Linked DNA regions of Mus musculus: region 2 is linked to region 1. A link is a contact called in public promoter capture Hi-C data. All regions are on one chromosome and are shown on one strand. The core of a region is the stretch at or near the end of the contact, and the rest is flanking DNA. Distances in the headings are between cores, read along the strand shown.

Region 1 (3,435 bases), core at 431-2,930:
GTAGCTGACATATCTTGGAGGTTGGGGGACCAGTGGGACACTCAAGATCTTGAACTACTTGGGAAGGTGGTGGGAAGGCCCTGGTAGGGAACACAGGTCTGGAGCCCCCTATCTTCTCAAGAACCCCTGCCCATGTGCTCTGAGCCCATCTCCCAGCTCACTTACCGATGTCTTTGGCTCTGATGGCTACTGGCCTCCGTAGCTCGGTGACAAACTTTTTGGCATCCAGGCGGATCTCAATGATGTTGTTTAGCAGGGCGAAGAGTGGAGCCAGAGGGAAGGACGCAACAAACAGGGTGACAAAGCCGAACTGAATGACTGCAGGGAGAGCACACAGTGTCAGCTGTGTAGCCACACAGTGCCCTGTACACTGTCAGCAGTACAGCTGTGCATTGCCCTGCACACCACACAGCACCTTGCACACCATCAGCAGTGCAGCTGCGTGGAGCCCCGCAACCCCGCATGGTTCAGACCAGGGCTGCCTGGTACCCTGCCTCAAAGGAGTTCATCTCCATGGACCTGCCTCCCTCCAGAGAGAGAGAGAGAGAGAGAGAGAGAGAGAGAGAGAGAGAGAGCGCCAGAGCCAGAGCCAGAGCCACTATCATCTTGGACAGTGCCCAGGTCCCAGGAACTGAAGACAGAAGTCTCTGTATCTGGAATTCAACATGGCTGGCTTTGAACTTGTGACAATTCTCCTGCCCCAGCTTCCCAAGGATGGCACTGTACCATCATGTCTGGATTATTTTATTGTGTGTCTGTGCATATATGTGCACATTTGCATGGGTGTACATGTGTGCATGGGGACCAGAAGACACTGTAAATGCTAGTTTTCAGGTGTCAACTACCCTTTTCCTATTTCTTTTCTTTTCTTTTCTTTTCTTTTCTTTTCTTTTCTTTTCTTTTTTCTTTTCTCTTCTCTTCTCTTTTCCCTTCCCTTCCCTTCCCTTCCCTTCCCTTCCCTTCCCTTCTCTTCTTTTCTTTTCTTCTTCTTTTTTTAAGTAGACTCTCTCACTGGGACTTGGGGCTCATAGTAGCCTAGACTGACTGTCCAGGAAGCTCTAGGGAACCTCCTGCTTTTCCCTCCTCAGTGCTAGGATTACAAGCACACCACCACTACCCTTGGCTTGTTACAAGGGTTCTGGGAACTGAATTCATTTCTTCATGTTTGTGTAGAAAGCACTTCATGTACTGAGGCATCTTGCCAGCTCTACACTGTGTAATTTTTATACTTGTTTATAAATGTGCTCTGGTCATGTTCACCCTGGTATGACTGCTGAGTTACATGCATGCTTGAAGTTCACAGGTCCAATCTTATGAAATATCTGCTCATAGGCAGATCCAAGTGGGCGCATGGCCTGGCTTGGCCCGGCCCATCCCTGTGCCCAAATCTCCCTAGGGTCAGGAAGACCTGCTCCCATAACTGTTTAAAGAGTCCCTCTTTTCCTCTTCCATCAGGCCTAGGAGAGTAGGAGGACATGTCTTCTGGGACTGTCCCAGCCTTTTGTCCCCAGGCTTCACGTTGCTGTTCACCAGCTCTGGGCTTCTTCAGACCTAGAAGCCGCAATCAACTTGAGTTGAAACAGGTCAGGAAAAGGTCATCAGAGGGATGAGAGTCGGAGAGCTGGTCCAGAGGCTGTATAGTGGGACCTGGTCCAAAGGCTGCTCCGTGCCAGGGGTAAATAAGGAAGCTACAGAATGTCACTCTGTGCTCAGATGGCTGAGTATGGCTATTGTTAGCAAGGTAAGCAGGGCAGGAGGCTGTGGGAACTGTCTCCCAGATGTCTTGGTGACCTCTCTTTGGCCCTAAAGTATGGGCAGCAGGATGGGATGCCTCTGCTGAGGAATGGAGGTGTTGGTATGTGTGTGTGTGTGTGTGTGTGTGTGTGTGTGTGTGTGTGTGTAGGTTATGATGAAACAGGACCAGCCATGTGCCATGGTTATGTGCATGAGGCTCAGGCTCAAGGTTGCTGCTGTAGGTGGGCTTTCCCACTTTAAAAAAATTTTTTGACACAAGGACTCATGTAGCCCAGGTTGGCTTCCAGTTTACTATATAGCTAAACATGACCTTGACCTTCTGATGGGTCTGTCTGCTTCTCAAGTGCTGGGATTGCAGTATAGGTCTGCACTACCATGCCTGGTTTATGCTGGTGATTGAACCCAGGGCCTTGTACATGTTAGGCAAGCATCTGCCAAAGGAGCTACAGTCCTAGCCTTGGTTTTTTCACTCAGAGTGATGTCACTGCCTCATCCATCATGAAGGGGATGAGAAAGAGAAAGTGGAGGGGAAGTGGGAGGGAAGGATTCTGGAACTGAAGCTAGTGTGGGATATCCTTCCATCCATAGCTGTGAGCCCCCATACTAGCCTTAGATTTCCTGGAGGACAAGATGGCAGCTGATGTGACCAAGAGAGAGAGCCAGGCTAGTACTGCACCCTGGTGCTGGGCTGGGCTAAGCTACTTGACACATAACAAAGAGACCTTTGTGCCTGAGATCTCCTTATTCCTAAGCCCTGGAGGATCATGGGAGCCTGAGGTGAGATTTCAGTAGTAAGATAACTGACCATGTCTCTGTCAACTACAGGGTGCTTCTCTGTGGTATCTTGTTTCCAGAGCCTCCTCAGAGAGTGGAGGCCTGACTTTGGGGGTAAGGGAGACCAGTACCCAGACTCTATTGGCCATGGCTCTGGGGATGAACAGGGAAAGAAAGGAGCCTGGAGTCCTGTTTGCTCCCCACCCCCATAATCTCCTGAATTTTGGGGTGAGATGATTCCAGCTGGGAACATGAACAGAGAGTAGCTGGGAGGTGTTTATGGGGGCAGAATGCTCTGGCCACTGCTTCAGCCTGGAGGTCACCATTGTCCTCTACGCCAAGGCTGAGGAGCTCTGTGGCCACATACCAGGCCTGCCTTGCTTTTCAGCACTGTGGATAATGCAGAGTCCAGAGCAGCCCCTTCCCAGCCAGGACCTGATACTGCATGCTTGAGTCCTGTCCATGGAGGCTGAGGCCATGCCAGTCTAAGCCCCCTCTGCTTGAGTCTTCCTGTCTGTGCTCGCTTATCCATATGTTCAGTGATCATGCACTGAACATCTGCTATATACTCAGGCATGCATTGAGTATCTGCTGTATACTTGGGCCCATTCTAGGGTAGGGGGACAACAGTCAAGAGTGAGAAGGAAAGGTCTTCCCTCTACAGGGCTCCATCCTTCTGTGAGACAGACAGAAAAGGGGGGGGGCAACTAACTTATGATGTCAGCTGGATTTAAAATGGGGCCAGAGAAGGAGCTGGGTCCTAGGCATGGGGAAGGACTAACTTTTTTAGTCACTGTGGTCAGAGAAAACTTTTATTGGGGGACACTCAGAGTCTTCCAATAAAAGGAAGGAAGGAAGGAAGGAAGGAAGGAAGGAAGGAAGGAAAAAGAGAGAGGATCCATGCAG
Region 2 (3,435 bases), core at 351-2,850, 160 kb after region 1:
GCCCTCTCTGTCCCCAGAAACTGTGCACTGGAGACACCATGCCAGGCACATGACAGGCCAGGGTAAGCAGTCATGGGGATGAGCCTCCGTGCTTCAACAGGCTTTCTCAGCAGGCGTCTGTTCCCAGGAATATGCTTGACCCAAGTGAAGATCTCCAAGGCCATTGTTACCAGCCATCAGTTTCCCAGGGTCAGATTAGATTCCATTCTGCCAGAACGAGCCATCATCTTCCAGCCAGTCATGCACAAAGAACGCCATGTCTCCCCAGGCCACTCACCCCTAGCTGAAGCTGGGAGATCCCAGCAGGTCTCATCCTTGGGGCCCTCACCTGGTTCCCTCTTACAAGAATGCTCCCTGGGGAGCCACAGGTGGAGGTAGAGAAGCAGGTAGGACTCTCTAGAGCCTGAAACTGAGACCTGGAGAGGTATTTCCAGCCAGCCTGGGTTGATGGACAGGCCACTCCCAGCCTGCGGGCTTCAGAGCCACAGCGGGCTCTCTGGGCCCCTCTCTGTCAGCCCACGCGTTCTCACGGTACTGGCTTCCGGGTGTCCTGGGTCAGTCCCTGTAATAGCCTCCCTCCTGGGGCCTGGTCTGTCCCCTGCAGCTGAGGGGGAGGCGTGGGAAATGCGGGTGGCTAGGCAGCCACGAGGTCTGGGAGACTGCGCCTGCCTCCTTCAGGTCGGCTTCCCTGGAGCAAGCAGAGGGGTCACTCCACATCATTATCGGGGTCTAACATGGCCTTACAGAGGTGCCCTGGGACTCCAATTGGCCTGGGAATCCCACAGGCAAAGTGTCTGCCTCAGGAGCCCATGTGCCTACATCTTCCACCCTTGGATTTCAGCTTCCATCTTCTCTCAGGATCGTATCCTCCCCAACCTCAGAGCTATCTGAGAACTCTGAAGATTGTCAGCCTATGCCATGCTGGTCATCTGGGGCCTTACTCCATGGTTGAGTATGGAAGTGACTGGGGCTGGACAGTGCTTTCAAAGCCACCACAGACTGCAAGCTGGCCCTCCCTCTGCAGCTGGACAGAGCAACAGTATTTGTCCGGGCTGAGCCCCCTTTTCCAGACTCTTGCAATCCTGCCTGTCTGTGGACCTCTCTGTGAACCTAGAAAGGTCTCTGCACTCACATGCTGTATGTAGCCCTCGTCGAACTGAAGCCTAAGAGGAGCCATGAACATCAACCAAAATATGACATAAAATACAAAAAAGGGCCATCTGGGCCCATCCCTAGGGTGTGACACATTAGGGCCAGCTATTCTTGCTGAGGTGCAGAGCATCGTCAGTCCAGCTCTGGAGGCTACACACTGGGCAGGAGACCAGACCCATTCAGAGCAGCTACCTTTTCTTCTGACTGCAAGCTCTGACTCCAGAGGAATGCACACTGGGCCAGCCTGTGGCATGTTTCCTGGGTGCCGTGGACCCTGTGATTTGGGAAATTGAAAAGAAAAAAAATCACATCCTGGGAGGGGAACTCAGTCTTGGGAGCTTGGGTCTGGAAGTAAAGGTAGATCCTGGAAGGGACTCAGTTCAGTTAGTAGGAGGGCATGAAGGGCTCAGGTTCTGGGGGTGGTGATGACTCAGGTCTTAGGCTGGTCTGTCCCACAATCCCTCAGGCAGCAGGACAGCAAGCAGCATGGCCAGGGCCTCCGAGGCAGGGCCCAGGCTTCCTCCCTCTCTCTTGATCTTCCGGGTCCCTCTCCTTCCTCTGAACTAAGGTGAACCCACCATCCCTGGGGACAGGCTACCCCTAAGGGAAACTGTGGATGGAGACAACTTTAGTGTCATCAAAACTAGGACAGATGTAATGTAGAGAGACTGGGACAGCCCACAACACAGAAAGTTCTGTATCAGTGTAAAGGGTGCCAAAGATGCACAGCCCAGCTCTGAGCCTAGGCTGGCCTCTGTGGAGTCTGCCTGGAGACTGCAGCCTCTCTCTTTAATAAAAGGTTGCTGTGAGCTCTGGGCTTTAGGATTATCAATGAGGAAGAGGGGAAAACAAAGCAAAACAAAACAAAAAACCATTAACTCATGTCAAAAGGGACAGAGCCAGATACAGGCCAGAAGGCCCAGCACAAGCAAAGGTCCTGGGGGCGCTCTTGCAAGGCTGAGCATATACAAAGGCTGTGGGCAAGCTCCTGCAAAGGAAAGGCTGTGTTTGTGCCAACTCTGGAAGGCACCCTGCCCCATGTGCCTCCTCCCTTCTCACCAGTCTATCTCTGAAGAGAGAATGCCGTCAGCCAAGCAGTTTTAATTATAAGAGGCAGAGGCTGGGGTCACAACCCAGCAACACGAAGGCAAGACTTCAAAGCCAGCATCTCCAGCCCTGCTCTTGGACTAAACACCCGGACAGATTGGCTGATGAGCTCTGGCATCCAGCCAGAGAGAGCTCTGGCCAGCTTGAGGTCTCTCCCAGGACAGTGGCTCATGCTCACAGTGGACAGGCGGGAATAGGTTGGTGCAAGGGGCCAGTTTGGGTCTTTCTGCATGACCCTGCAGTTGTGCTGGTCCTGTGGGTTTCCAGAAGAGTCAAGGACCCTAGGCAAAGTCTACAACTAAAGATGGCTGGACACTCCTCGATCTGTGAAGCCACTTGGCCACGCAGCCTCTGGTGCAGATAGTCTCCCAGCAACAGAGGAGGGACCCCGGGGATACTTGCTAAGTTACCAAGCTGTTTATGTTGAGCCGCGTGGCCTTTGCAGCCAGGCCTGCTTGATGCTGTTGGGACTTCTAGAGGTCTGGCCCAGGGCAGGGGTCTGAACCCAAGAAGGTCGCCTGGCAGGAAAACAAGGCCTAGACTTGCAACACATTCAGAATGCCTGGAAGCTGCTGAGCAGAGATCAGAACTTGCCTGCTGTTTCTGAAGCACTCTGACATGAAGCCATGGAAACAGATGCGTATAGGACTCTGTGTGTCTCCTCCTGGACTCACACTTGCCAAGAAACAGTGAGTATGCTAAGATGCCTTTTAAGATTAGAGCAATGAATGGAGGCCTAGAGAGATGGCTTACTGGGCAAAAGCACTGGCTGCTCTTACAGAGGACCTAAGTTCAATTCCCAGCATCCACATGGCAGCTCACAACTATCTGTAACTCCATTTTTAGATGATCTAATGCCCCTTTCTGGTCTCTATTGGCATTGCATGCACAGGATGCACATACATACAAGCAAGTATTCATACACATAAAATAATGTGTCTCAAGGGGAGGAAAAGATTAAAATTTTAACTAAAAAAGAACAAAACCTTGAGAAAACTCCTAGCACTCCCCAAATGCTGGGACTATAAATATGTGCCGCCACCTCTGACAGGAGAGGCATGGGGCAGGAGAAGAAAGTGGCTGCAGACAGAAGCAGAAAGAGGAATGCCAGAGCTTAGTTCCCTTGCTCCTTCCCCAGCCTAGGGGATGGTGCCACCCACATTCCAGGTAGGTCTT

What was found. Capture Hi-C pulls out chosen DNA fragments and counts their contacts.
Region 2: a promoter capture Hi-C map of adipose tissue shows a contact between it and region 1. The contact joins two enhancer-like sites. A contact is called at or near these places in 1 of 39 promoter capture datasets (neural stem cells), 2 of 15 datasets of contacts at CTCF or cohesin (the G1E-ER4 cell line and embryonic stem cells), 53 of 484 Hi-C or Micro-C datasets (the 63-12 cell line, the AML12 cell line, B cells and 40 more), 9 of 115 datasets of contacts at active chromatin or transcription factors (T-cell acute lymphoblastic leukemia, embryonic fibroblasts, embryonic stem cells and 5 more) and 3 of 9 other capture datasets (adipose tissue, liver and pancreatic islet).

The regions. Positions count from the first base shown.
Region 1 is chr7:144,603,276-144,606,710 of GRCm38.p6, forward strand. Ano1 (anoctamin 1, calcium activated chloride channel) reads right to left here. Exons shown (of 26, transcript NM_178642.6): 22 at 166-318. Among named protein-coding and RNA genes, the nearest start is that of Fadd, 23 kb to the left of the region's middle. Within about 2 kb of position 1,681, at least 5 of the 459 cell types and tissues checked have an H3K27ac peak or open chromatin away from gene starts, as enhancers often do. A contact at or near this core is called in adipose tissue, where this site is marked.
Region 2 is chr7:144,762,476-144,765,910 of GRCm38.p6, forward strand. All of the region lies in intron 5 of D930030F02Rik (a long non-coding RNA gene), which reads left to right. Among named protein-coding and RNA genes, the nearest start is that of D930030F02Rik, 22 kb to the left of the region's middle. Within about 2 kb of position 1,601, at least 13 of the 459 cell types and tissues checked have an H3K27ac peak or open chromatin away from gene starts, as enhancers often do. A contact at or near this core is called in adipose tissue, where this site is marked.